2 separate regions of the Sus scrofa genome follow, and region 1 is linked to region 2. The links are chromatin contacts, called in public promoter capture Hi-C maps. All regions are on one chromosome and are shown on one strand. The core of a region is the stretch at or near the end of the contact, and the rest is flanking DNA. Distances in the headings are between cores, read along the strand shown.

Region 1 (6,749 bases), core at 3,332-5,831, 84 kb after region 2:
CACTTCCTACACAGGGTGGGTGTGTGGATCACGTCGTCGGAGGACTGTCCGTGAGTCATCTCTTGGAATGGTATTTGTGGCGTTATGTGTGAGCCATAGTTTCTGAAATGGAATGTTGCTGAGAAAAGCCAATGCTTCATGCCTGGGTCAGCACCCTACCTGCCACTAAAAAGTAAAGGCCCCAAACTGATACCTACTTGTGAAGACTTATAAATGAAAGAACTCATCACTGGGTTTAAAGGATGTGGCCGGCTAATGGAGCTTAACCAACAGTGACTCTGTTTCAGTCCCGATGAATCCAAGATCCTGTTTTTCCAGGCTCCCTGGTGTCACACTTAGGTCTGAGCTGACTTCTCTCAGTGAGAGCAGTTAATTGCGGAGCAGCGACAGGGGGATCTGAGGCCACCTCAGCTCAGCAGTTTCTCTCCTCCACCAAGCCCTTTTGTCCATGAACATCAGGACTTGGGGTGAACAAAGTGGCTCCCATACCCGGCTATGCTGCAATCCCTGGGAAGCCTGTGAAATACTAGGAGTTCCCAGCACTGCTCTTAAATTCTGGTGTGGGGGGTCTAGGCTGTAACTGGGACGTGTCCTCAAGGTCCCTGGAGGACTGTGGGAAGCCCAGGCACCACACAAACCGTAGGGTATGGTTACAAGCCATTGCAACACATCGAACCAAGGACAACCTCAGGCCCCAAAGGACCTTGCTTAACACCAGAGGAAAGAGAATAAATATGAAGAGGTGGAGTTCCTGTTGTTGCTTGGTGGTTAACGAACCTGACTAGTGTCCATGAGGACGCGGGTTCGATCCCTGGCCCTGCTCAGTGGGTTAAGGATCCAGCGTTGCTGTGAGCCGTGGTATAGGTGGCAGAGGTGGCTCAGATCCCTTGTTGCTCTGGCTGTGGTGTAGGCTGGCAGCTGCAGTTCCGATTGGCCCCCTAGCTTGGGAACCTCCATATGCTGCCTGCAGCACTAAAAAGCAAAAATAAATAAATAAATAAATAAAATATACGTATATGGAGGAGCAGGTTTCAAGGTGGGGCCTGGGGGAGGCTCTTCGTGGTTTCAGACTGGCTGGTGAGGCAGGTCCCCACCTCTCCTCCTGGGCAGGGGCAGCCTCTAGCCTGAGGTGTGTAGCCAACGGGTTGCTAAGATTCTTGGCAGCTTCTGAATGGATGACACCAGCAACTGACTCCAACGAGAAGCGGCGCATCATCGCTTCCCCCTCCGAAGGCAAGCATTTTAAAGGCTCTTTTCTCCCCTTTGCAAAAACAGCCCTGGCAGAAGCATCTTCTCAGAAGCCACCATAGACATTCCCCCACTGCCTATGCAGTTGTGGGGAGAAGGGACCAAAAGATTTAAATCTTGACACTAAGCCCAGAAGGTCTGGTGGACGTAGGAAAGAAGGAACAAGGGTGTGGGCACCAGGCAAAACCCTGCCAGGCATCCTCCCTCCATCAGAACTGATTCCGGGCCGTGTGCACCGTCTTCCCTTCCACGTGGGTTGTGGGTGCCAAGTCAGGCATTCAGTCCTAGGCTTGTCACTTGAATGATCAAATGTTCTAACAGGCAGACGGAACTTTCTCTGAATGCCACACGATAATGTTTGTGAACAATGACTTTTCCCGGTCTAAACTTTTAGTCTAAAAATAACATCCAATCATTCACTCACAACAGAGCAAAACTTGCACGCCTTTGCTAAGAAAACGATTTTTCAAACATACAGTTCCAAATTGGGTATTTTTTTTGCTATTATTCTTTGCAAAAATGAAGTCTGCTACCACTGGACTAGGCCCTGAGGGGAGTTTATACAGACTGTATAAATGAGGCAGCCGGATATTTGGGCAGGATCCCTTTGCAAATGAAGATCAAAGTCAAAAAGAAAAAAACAAATTCACTTTATTTTAAAGACAATGATTGGCATACAGAAGGTATGCACTCGCATAAAATAAACTTTCATGAAAAGCATTAAAATCCATTATAAATTAATTTATTAAATAGGTATTTGGTATATGTGATGGTTTTTATTAGATATTACTCTTATTTATTGCTGACCCCCTCCCACAAAGTCAAAACAAATCAGAAAATCTCTTAACTCCGATTTACACTAAATAATTTATTTTCCCAAAATGTGTATGTGTTCTGAGATGTGACACATGATACAGTTCAATTGGTCATTCTCTATCAATCATAATATGACAGGACACAAGAGGCTAAAAATGGCTCATCATAATTTATTTTATGTTAAAATGTACAGCTTTTTTTGTTTATTTTTTTTGTTTATTTTTTTTTTTTTTTGAAGTGACTGACTAAAAAGAGAACAGATAAATACAAGAGTGTCGCTGGCTCCTATTTTATACAAGGATTACGCCTCTCCTGCTTGGCCCTTACAATCACCCTGTACAGGTACAAAGGCTACAAAAAAGGAAGCAATATAAACAGACACAAATAACTTTTTTGCTTTTTTACATGCGATTTGTAAGCTTAGTTTGAGCTATTCACAAGCTACTTCTCTATTTTTCCTTAAAAAATAACTCCAATATTTTATAAAGATAGAAAAATCTACAGATGGAATGAAAATGTAAAGTTAGAGGCATTTCCATAAAATAGCAACTTTACACCAAATTCACTATTTTTTTTTAAATCCTGCCAAGTATTTGGACATATATGAAATGTTTCAAAACCTGACAGATAAACACTGAGATATGCTTCATTCAATAAACAGAAGTCGGCATTTATAAAACAGAAAGCTGCCTTTTTTTCCCCAAAGAAATCTGTCACCAAAATGGAAAAGGGTCTCAACTTTACACCAAACATTTAGCAATAAAACCCTTTTGACTAACCAAATGGGAATAGCTTTTATAGCTCTTTACAGTTTTATAATTAACAAAAATATAGTTTTTTTTTAAACCCTCAAATTAGGGCACCCTAATCAAGGCAAAAAACTTAAGAAATGGCTTACTGTTAGCACAACACTTGTACAGTACTACAAAATGCACTGTCACTAACAAAGACATTAGCGGCATGCTGAAGTGTCACCTCAAACAAAATATACAATAACTGAAATGCTAAAGGCATTTACATGGAGTGGACAGGGAAGAAAAAAAGCTCTAGGTTCAGTATTAAAACAGATAATTGGGGGGGCGGGGCTTGATATCCACACTATTTAATGGAAGCAGGCACAGCAAGTGGCTGCCTCCAAATTGTAGTCCAAAGAGAGGCCTTCCTTTGCAGAGAATTTCATATAAAAGTAACAGAAACAAAGGTACCAAAAAAGAAAAAGAAAAAAAAAGAAAAAAAAAAAAAAGAAAGAAAAACAACTTGTATAAGGCTTTCTGCTGCATACAGCTTTTTTTTTTTTTTTTAAATAAATGGTGCCAACAAATGTTTTTGCATTCACACCAATTGCTGGTTTTGAAATCGTACTCTTCGAAGGTATTTGTGCAGATCAATCCGAGAGTGATGCCCAGGGGTATTGTGACTGCCCGCGGTGCCTATCTTCTCATGTAGGACCCGTTGAGAGACTGTTTGGACATGCCCGTGTTCATGTAGCCGTGATGTCCGGGGGCCGTGTACATCATGTTACTGTGGGGCGGGGTCTGCATTGGCTGCTGGGCGTATGGCTGGGTTCCCATCATGCCCATCTGCATCTGCATAGGGTACTGGGGCGTTTGATTCATGTAGCCATGATTGCTGTGGTAGCCACTGTTCATCATCGGCTGGGACATGCTGTACCCATTCATGGCGTTGAGAGTGTTCATGTTCATGTTCACGGAGTTGACGTTGTAGGCTGGGGAGGGCATCAGGTTCACACTCATGTTCATGCCTCTCTGCATCGTTAAAGTCCGTGCGGGACCCTGCATGGCTACGGTCTGGGAGCGCCCATAGATTTGTGACTGATGGGTGGCAGCGGCTGGTGACAGAGATGCCGATTTGGTTCTCATGGAGACGTGGCCCTTGCTGGCAATCTGGGTTTGCAGTCTTTGGCTGTGGGAGATGCCAATATTTGACGCAGCCATGTTCCGTTGCAAAAGAGGCGGTGGCAGATTCATCGGAGGAGGAGTCAGATTGGGGGGTGGGGTCATGGTCGCTTGTGCTTGGGGTCCCCCTGGGACGGAGTGTGGAGACTGAGAAAGCTGAACAAGCCCTGTGTTACTTAATGGTGTGGACAAAGAGGCACTGTTTGCATAGGAAGTTACAGCAGCGGAATGGCTGTAAGGCAATGAATGATCAATAAGTGTATTAGTTAACTGCTGTAGTTTGGCAAGGCTGAAGGTGGCTGACGGCTGTGGGTAGTGCCCAGCCCCAAAATCACTCTGACCCATTCGTTCATATAAGCCAAGGTTGGCGTTGCCGGTCTCGGGGATCTCAGCCAGTTGCATGGGTGGCGTGAAGTTAGCGGCCATGCTGCACTGGGCCAGCTGCTGGCTGCTGCTCGGGGGCCTCTCCACCACGCAGCCCTGAGGAGACTTGACGCTGCAGGTCGGGGGTGAGCTGATGCTGGTCTGCTGCAGCATGCTGCAGCTCCCACTGATGTTGGACATCTGCTGGGTGACAGCACAGCTGCTCTGTGTCAGATTGCTGGAGGTGAGGTTGCTATAGGAGCAGCTGTTCTGGGAAGAGCCGTTTCCACAAATGCTGCCACCCATAGTAGAATCATAGCTGCTTGGGTTTTCGTAGTTCTCGGTTGTGCTCTCGATACTGCCCAGGTCACTAAATCCGCTGTCGACGACTTGCTGAGAATGATCCGAAACAGATGGGACATCCATCATTGGACTGGTTTCCATGTTCTGCAAAGATGGCACCGAGATGGCACTTTGATCTGGGCTGATTTGGGCATAGCTGTTTTCCAGGGCGGGGACACTTGGACTGCTGACAGAACGCACTGACTGGCCGGGATGGGAGTGGACAGAGGACACTGGGCTACTGTGATCTGACTGCTGGCAGTCGTCTAGAGCGGTGGCAATCTGTGGGCTTTGGTCTGCGTGGTTGTAGTTCTGGAGGCTTCTACAGGCCTCTTGAGTCTCGGCACAATCCTGAAAGGTGTCGTCCTGTTCTCTGTTCTCCTGGGTCAAGGACTGAACCGCTTGGACGGTCTCAGAGTCGATTTCCAAGGTTGCTGCATTTCCCTCTTTGAACTCAGGATCTACGTCTTCACTGCTCTTTTGGTCCTGCTTCTGGGCCGGGTCTCCTGGAGGCTCCTCATCAGACTCGGGTGCAGTTTCAGTGGCTCCAGCAAGCTCCTTAGGGTCACTGCTGCAAGAGGCTGTGAGGTCTTCAACACCACAGTCCATGAGGACCTCTGGGTTTGAATGACTAGGCTGGACACTAAGGTCTAAAAAAGCCTCCTGGTTTTCCAGTACTTCTTTGAAGGCTTCTCTCGGGCGCTCTTCCTTCTCGGCTTCGGCAGACTCCGTGTGACTGTCGTCCTCATCATCTGCATCATGCCCCTCGTTGTGCGATGGCTCTTCATCCTCTTCTTCCTCCTCTTCACGGTCATCCAAACGCACAGGATCTTCTTTGTCTGTGCAGGCTTCTGGTGGCTCTTCTTTTTCCTGACTTTTGGCACCAGCGGGGTCTTTTTCTACGTTTGCTTCTTCTTCTTCTTCCTCTTCCTCTTCTTCTTCCTCCTCCTCTTCCTCCTCTTCCTCCTCAGGTTTGATTATACCATCTTCTGGTTTTTCACATGGTGATTTATTTGGACTTATAGGGGCACACGTTTCCTCCCTTCTGTTTTCGTCCTGAGGCAGCAGGGGTTCCATGGCTTCCTTGACCTCTTCCTCAATCCTGGTGGGAGTGGGGCTGCTTTTGTCCTCCGGGGTCTCCTTCTGTTCTTCCACTGTTACCTGGTCATCGGGTTCCATGGGGGTTTCTGGTGGGGTGTACAAGTTCAGTTTAAATCCAGTCTTCCTCTCTTTGTTTGGCCTCCACTTAGAGAGACCACGCTTTGCTCCTTTTGGCCATTGCTTGCACTTTAGAGGTTCAGGATTGTCTCTGCTGGCTTCTTTCAAGTTATTTGCATCACCATCCATATTGTCTTAGCGAGGAGACAGAGAGAAAGGGGAAGGAAGAAAAATAAATTCTTAGAAGGCAAAACTATGAACAACTTGAATTCATTCTTCTGAGTTATGTAGTGAATGCTGCTTGCAATTTACATTTTAAGAGTAGATGCTAAAGGCATGATCAAACCTAATACAGAATAATATTGTGGTAGAAGCTGAGTAAATAACCTAGGCCTGGAAAAGAATATATGTTGCACACACCACACACCCACCCACACAACCCACTCTTGACAGAAAGCCGTGCTTTTTATATGAAGCACATGGATATAGGCAACTACAATAAACTTATTTGAATTTAACAAACAAGACATGCGCTGATGCAAAAGCCTGGAATTCCACAATATAAAAGAAAATCAATTTGAAATATTTGCAAATTAGGAACTACAGGGGAAAGGGGTTAAAGCTAGCTCATATCCAAAATCACCACTGTACTGCAGAAATGAATAGAAGCCTAACTCACATATTTACTCTGAGAAAGTGAATTTTTTTTTTTTTTGGCTTTTTAGGGCCGTACTTGCAGCATATGGAAGTTCCCAGACTAGGGGTTGAATCAGAGCTACAACTGCCAGCCTACAGCACAGCCACAGCAACACACGATCTGGTTGCCTCTACAGCCTACACCACAGCTCACAGTAATGCCAGATCCCCGACCCACTGAGTGAGGCCAGGGATCGAACCGCATCCTCA
Region 2 (7,022 bases), core at 1,442-3,941:
GTCATTCTTATAAGATAAAATAATAATATTCATTAGAACATCTGTGATTCAATAGTTTCTCAAAAACAATGTTCAAATTTCAATTGAGAAAAAAACATGAAAATGTCTTTAAATCACCTATGTTGTAAAGTGTTGAAAAACTGTTGAAGATCTAGTAATTAACAAAATAAAAATATTTACAAAACTTATGTGATGCGAAATCTTTGCAGAATGGAGAGGATGCTACTGCAATCAAAACTGATTTACCTAAATATGCCTGCATGTTCTGCCATCACTATAATGATGCCTTCTTCTGTAATAATGTAGATTTTCTTGCCTTAGAGAAACTGCTCTATCATAAAACTTACTTTCTTTATAACTAAGTGGCAGTAAAAACTGTCAAAGCAAAACAAAGACAAAATAACTATTATGCATAATAACATATTATTTACACAACTTCATCTAACAGTTTCTTTAATTTTGCAGTAACATTAAGATGTAACCTTAATAGAGAGTTCTTACATTTCAGTTCAGTTCAGCAATTTTTACACGCCAAGACTTATTTAGAGCTAAGTATGAAGATAGGTCTCTAGAGAATTTCAGCCTGGTGAGGGCAAACAAATAAAAACAAATAATAGTAATACTATGTATACTTCTTCAACTAAAAATTGTATAAATTTAAAGAAAAGAGAGTTAATCTTTTAACAGCTAAAAGCAAAGCAAAGAATTCATCTTCTCTTTGAAGAAATAATTATTAGCCCATAAGCATTTGAAGATAACAAAATCTATATACATAAATTAATTTAACAGCTTGCTGCAATCAGTAAATTATCATCTCCTGAAGATTAAACGGTAGATACCCATTTAGAGTAGGAATATTTGATTAAAAGATTGTTTTGAAATAGCAAACAACTTTGCAAACCTGTAACTGGATAAAAAGTTGTAAAAGTAAAACAAATGAGATGTGGCTAAACTCTTAACCACCATTTCAGGAAGCCACGTTATAACTTAACAATTACAAAAAGAAATTAATCTATTTCTACTAAAGAGAATATAAATCCTGCCATCATTATTTTTCTGGCACAATTATGGCTTTGGTGCTACGTCTTCTATGAAAGGCATCTGTGTACCCACCTATCTGCTGTGTTAACCGCCAACAAGATCCCCTTTATTTTTCTAGATAACTCTATTATTAACTATAAAATATTACTCATAAAATCGCTTCAAAATTACATTAATTTTAGTTCTGCAAATCCTTCAAAAGTACCGTTCCACTTTTCAAGAGATAACTCATTATGGGTGAGAGAAAGATCTGGTAGCCTCTTGAACTGTGGTGATTTCACACATAGTTTTACGTTCCTTTTCAACCTAGACATTTGCATTCACTATATTTTTACCCTGTGGCAAATATGCCTCAACTCAAGCTGCCAAAGTGAAACCAGTCAATACTGAGTATCAGTAAAATCGAAACGTCCAAATTCTTGTTTCAAATTTAAGCCTTTTCATTCTTTTTTTAAAGATCTACACTTGTCTAGTATTTAAGATATATTTTTTTTTAAAATACAAAGAAAATCACACTATTACTGTTACAAGAAACCCAAATGCTTATCTTTATTTTCAGAATCTCTTTCACTCTTTTCCAAACTTCACTTCCTTTTCACTACTTCCCCTAGTCCTGTGGGCAAATCAGTGTTTTTAACACCACCCCTCCCACTTCATATTCTTAAAAAAGGATTCACTGTCCACAGATGAGAAAACCCCATTAACCAATTATATTACCCTAGTGATTCCCATGCTTTAAAAGACGCCTGTGAAAATGCCAAAATCCTAAATTAGGGCTCCCAAGGGCTCCTTTTCTTTCTTGAGCCCATTTCTCTTTTTCTGGTCTTTAAGGCCACCCGATAGCCCCTTCCTCTTCAAACCTAAATCCTTCCTCTAATGACCAGAACCCCCTTCGGTGCGCGATCTCGTCAGTCCCAAGCCATTTCCCTCTCCCTGGCCAGGTGGCAACATCGACCCTGGTCCTGCTCCTGCTCCTCTCATCCCTCGGCCCCCACTGGCCAAATCCCAGAGCATCTCTTCCTCCCGTCCCACGTTCCTGCGGGACCCCTTGCGTATTCGCCCCTCGCCACCCGGCTTTCGAAAACCTCCAAGCCCCCAACTCTTCAAGGGCACCTCTCCCTCAGCTTCCCACTCCCTCTCACTCGCCCCTCGGCCTCTACTTAACACCCAGGCTCGGGTGTTAACCACTCCGGGCCTCGGCTCAACAACCTCCATTTCCCTCAGATTCCATTCTAGAGCTGACTCTCCAAGCTCCCTCAACCGCCTCTCGGGGCCCCTCGGGATCCCTGTCCACGGCAGCCCCCGGCTCCAACCCCGATTCCCCACTCACCCTTGGCTGCAGGCGCCCCCCAAACTCCCCTCTCCGCCTCAGCTCCCGCTCACCTCCGCGGCCCGAGTCAGGTTCCCCGGACCCACCTCCGAGTCGGCGTACCAGCCGTTGTCGGAGTCCGGCGCCCTCCGGGCCTCGCCGGAGTAAAACGCCTCGAGCGGCGGGGGCGGGGCTCGGGGAGGGGAGCCGGAATGGAGGCGGGGGCGGTAGCGGCTGCGCGCTGGCATCGCTCCGGCCCACCTCTCAGCCGCGCCGGCAGCCGCTCGAATCCGAACCGGAACTGCTTCTGGAGGCGGGGCCCTACCGGGGGAGGAGGAGCCCTGCCTGCGGGGCGGGGCCAAAACCGGAAGGGACACGGGGCTCAAGCTGTGCGCCAGGGAAGGGCGGAGGCGTGGAACCGCAGCAGGGAAACACAGGAGCGCATGTCAGGCCCAGAGCCAAAGTGGGAGATGAGGGGCTAGTGGAGATGGGGCGAGGCCTATGGGGGTGGTAATAGGGTTCGGAGACAAGAGGAATTTATACCCTAATTCCTTTGGAGGAAGCCAGTTCCTCTCCAAGAGCTAACCTGCAGTCATCATTGTTATCATATACTGCCTCTGCTCTCTGACAGTCCCTATGCCAAATGCCGTATAAATATCTCACTTGCTCCTTGTGCCACCTCTATAGGGTATTACAACAAAGAAGGGCCAAGAAACTTGCCTGAGGTTGGGCAGTTAATATGTGCCAAAGCCAGTACTCCCACTCAAACCTAACTTTAGAACCTATGCTCCTCTCACTTTACTACCCCACCCTGAGGGAAGTCCCCAACCAAGGCCTAGCATTGGCATAAATCAAGTCCCAAACTACTTGCCACTTAGGCTCCAGCCCCTTCTTGGCCTTGCTTCCCTGGGTGGTGCAAGGCAGACTTCAGTGACTCCAATAGGGGTGGGGATAGGTTCTGGGGTTGAATGTGAGTTTGCATTGCTTCCATGGAATGCCCTGGTGTGGCCTTTACCCTCAAGCTGGACTCAAGGCCAAGTGCAGCTGGGACATTCCCAATTGCAGCTCTTACCCCTTTCAGCCCCATCAAGCCTTCATGAAGTCATCTTGGAAAGGGCAAGAGACCTCACTTCTTCAGCCCATAACTAGCTCTAGCAGAAGGACAGATATAGACCTTTCTCTGTTTCTGCTGTGGGGACAAAAGCCCTTATAGGCAGAAGAAGCTCCCTCCCACTCCAAAATCTTTCTGATGACTGCCCTTTGGCTCTTCAGAAAGTCTAGGGCAACATCCACCTCCCTTCTCCCTTTGGACATACATGGCGAATTTTAGCCTTCTCTTTTGAAAAACCAGCCATCTTCATAACAGAACCATTGTTCGAACCTTCTCCCACCAACCGTATGGGCACCCTTTAGAGGAGGCCCTCCATGCTCCTCTCCACATTTCTCTGACCCTATAACTCAGTAAACTTTCCTTAGGCTCTATAATCCAAAAGCTCATTCAACAGTACAGTTCCCATCTAGTTTGTGGCCCACCAAGACCTGAGGAACTTTTCCGATCATTCATCCTTGAAACCAACCACCTCCTCTGCACCCTGGATCTCTACTTTAACTCAGTTCTCAGAATCAAAGAGCCTTATGCAGGCTCTAAATCATCTTCTACGTGTTAGACACAGAATATCCTTTGTTTCATTTAATCCTCACAATTCTCTAAGGTAGGTATAATTATTCTTTAGAGATGAGGAAACTGAGGCTGAGAGGTAAAGTGACTTGCATAGTGACGTGTCTGATTCCATGTTGGCTTGGAATTTGGGGTTAGGGAGTGACTTGGGGAGGAAAATGTCCTGTTCTCTTTGGAGGCCCCTGTGACTTGCTGAGTCACTTGCTGCTGTCTCACCTGTCCCTGCCAATCTCCAGGAAGGAGAAATGACACTGGAGAGGCAGAGAGGAGTGACCGCAGAGACAGAGGGGTGGGTGGGCTGGCCCATGGCGGAGGCCTCGCTCCCAGAGCTGAGGGGAGATGCTGAAGCCACGCCTTGCCCCAGCATCTTGGAACTGGAGGAACTCCTGAGGGCAGGCAAAGTTTCTTCCAGCCACGTGGACGAAGTTTGGCCCAACCTTTACATAGGAGATGCGTGAGTTGTAGCTGGCCGAAGCGGTGTGGGGGAGGGGACAAGGAGAGACAGTTCTTGGGATCTTCACCAGAGATGGAGGTGGGGTGGGAAGAAAGGCAAGTACTTCTGCTCTGAACTCCCCAGGCCAGAGACTTTCTCCAGGACTCCTGTGTTGGGGGACAGTGCAGTGATCAGATGCAGCCACCAGGGGGAGCAAGGGAGCAGGAACTTTGCCTGCTTGAAGGGAGCGCTGAGGGGATTCTGGAGTCTTCTGCAACAACCAGAACAATTGGTGGTTCTAGGGGGCAAAAGACTGGGGAATTGTGATTTGGGGGTATGAGACAGGATGGGTGAGAGCACCCCTTTCCAGTCCCAGCCTTCCTCCTGCGGACACAGAGCAGGTGAGGAAGCCTGGCTGAAGGTGAATCAGAGAAGGAATCACCTCTAAATATTTGCAGATCAGAAGCAGGTATGAGGTAACAGCCGAAAGGCCGGATGTGCATGGTTGGGAATGGTGTAGGAAGGGAGGGGCAGCTGGGTCCCAAGGCTGAAGCAATCCTTTCCTTCCTGTCCTGGCCAAGGCAGGAGCATATTGCCTCAGGAAGCATGGAGGGGCCAAAGCTAAACGCACCACCAACTCTCCTACCAGAAAGCTCTTAGGGTGGGGTTGCAAGCTGTGGAGCCCATGGGTTCCTTTGGGTCCTAATGGATCCATCCCTCTAAATTAGGAGACCAGACAAAGCCTCCTTCCTGGACCTCAAGGCTCAGCCAGCATCCAGCCCCCTTCCTTCCCTCCCCAGGGCCACAGCAAATAACCGCTTTGAGCTATGGAAGCTGGGCATCACCCACGTGCTGAACGCCGCCCACGGGGGCCTCTTCTGTCAGGGTGGCCCTGACTTCTATGGCAGCAGCGTGAGCTACCTGGGAGTGCCAGCCCACGACCTCCCTGATTTCAACATCAGTGCTTACTTCTCCTCTGCAGCTGACTTCATCCACCGTGCCCTCAACACACCTGGGGGTAGGACTTGGGGGTCTGAACCCATCTCCCATCCTGCTCAGCCCTGGGGGGATGTCCACTTTCCCCTCAAACACCAGTGGCCTCCCATCCATAGTTTTTAAAAAGGCATCAGGTTCTAAAAAGTCTCTGCTCAGTGTTCCAACCCATTATCCAACAGCACTGCTTCACAGATGGGGAAACTGAGGCTTAGAGTACAAGGTCATGCCACAAGTTAGGAGCAATGGAGCCAGAAGCCACATCTCCCAAACAACAAAACACTTCTTCCTCTGCATCCCTCAGCCTTGGGAAATTGCCATCTGGTACCTAGATGTCTGGTTTCTGCCGCAAAGTGCTTTCAAATGTTTGTTTTTTCTTCTGGCCATGCCCGCAGCATGTGGAAGTTTCCAGGCCAGGGATTGAACCTGTACCACAGCAGCAACCCAAGCCACTGCAGTGACAATTACAGATCCTTAACCCGCTGTGCCACAAGGGGACTTCTGATGCTTTCAAATGGAAAAAAAAATCCTCCCTTACCTCGGGTACAACAAAGGAGCCTGAGGAAGCTGGAGCCCCTGCTTTGTGTTCATCCTAGGTGACAGCCATGCCCCTTTGCTCCCTGAGCCTGGCAAAGCCAGTTGTCCCCTCCTGGATTCCATTTCTCATCTAGGTTATGGGAAAGACAACACTTTTCAATCCAAAGCATGTTGACATTCCTATCTTTATCCATTCATTCAACAACTGTTACCTCCTCTGTGCCCGACACTGAGCTAGACACAGGGAATTCACCCTCAGGCCAGGCAGAGCCCTGGTGGAAAGATAGTCAAGATGTAAAGTGTTTCGAGTGCTACTCAGATGAGTGGACAAATGTGGATCACAGGGCAGGGTGCTCAAATCACAGGAGCGGGGAGGTGGGGGGACTCCTATCTGCAGCAGTACTCCACGGGCCACATGCAAAAAGGGTGAGCTGATCTGTGATTCAAGCGATACCGTGAGTGGCCAGGTAGGCATATCTCAGCTGAAACCTGACAGATGAATGGTAGATGTGAGTCAGACCAAGAGAAGGGGAAGAGTCTTACAGGCAGTTGAAAGAGCATGGGGTGAGGCTAGAGGCCACCAGGGAACATGACAGCTTCAAGGAACGGAGAGTCACCCAGTGTCCCTAGAGCTGAGGGTTGGGATGAGACAGCCTGAGATGAGGCTGCAAGGTCAGCAGGGGCCAGCTCATGGAGGGTCTTGGAAGCCATGTTAAGTGGTGTGGACCCCATGCCAAGGGTAGACATAATAGGTGTCGATCAGTACACCCACTTGACAGATCATGAAACTGAGACCCATAAATGCTAAATGATTTGCCTGGAGTCACAGAATACAGCCACAGCAGAGCAGGGAAAGGAATTTTGGGTGCCCACCTCAGCCCGTGGGTGGGCCGGTTGGTGGGAAAGTGTCTTTCACCAGGCTGTCTTCCCCAGCCAAGGTCCTGGTGCACTGCGTGGTGGGGGTGAGCCGCTCTGCCACTCTGGTCCTGGCCTACCTCATGCTGCGTCAGCAGCTGTCCCTGCGCCAGGCG

The links. Promoter capture Hi-C pulls out the DNA fragments that hold promoters and counts their contacts.
Region 1: a promoter capture Hi-C map of fetal skeletal muscle shows a contact between it and region 2, with 3 times the contacts expected there. The contact joins the enhancer-like site here to the promoter of SAMD8 in region 2. A contact is called at or near these places in 2 of 5 promoter capture datasets (fetal skeletal muscle and liver), 17 of 47 Hi-C or Micro-C datasets (blood, brain, embryonic fibroblasts and 8 more) and 1 of 2 datasets of contacts at active chromatin or transcription factors (skeletal muscle).

Annotation. Positions count from the first base shown.
Region 1 is chr14:77,592,808-77,599,556 of Sscrofa11.1, reverse strand. KAT6B (histone acetyltransferase KAT6B) reads right to left here. Exons shown (of 18, transcript XM_021072870.1): 18 at 1,883-6,037. The coding sequence ends at 3,495. Among named protein-coding and RNA genes, the nearest start is that of DUPD1, 47 kb to the left of the region's middle. Within about 2 kb of position 4,581, at least 4 of the 83 cell types and tissues checked have an H3K27ac peak or open chromatin away from gene starts, as enhancers often do. A contact at or near this core is called in fetal skeletal muscle, where this site is marked.
Region 2 is chr14:77,674,956-77,681,977 of Sscrofa11.1, reverse strand. SAMD8 (sphingomyelin synthase-related protein 1) reads right to left here and starts at 2,691. Exons shown (of 6, transcript XM_005671120.3): 1 at 2,425-2,691. The coding sequence starts at 2,598. It also overlaps a transcript of DUSP13 not described here.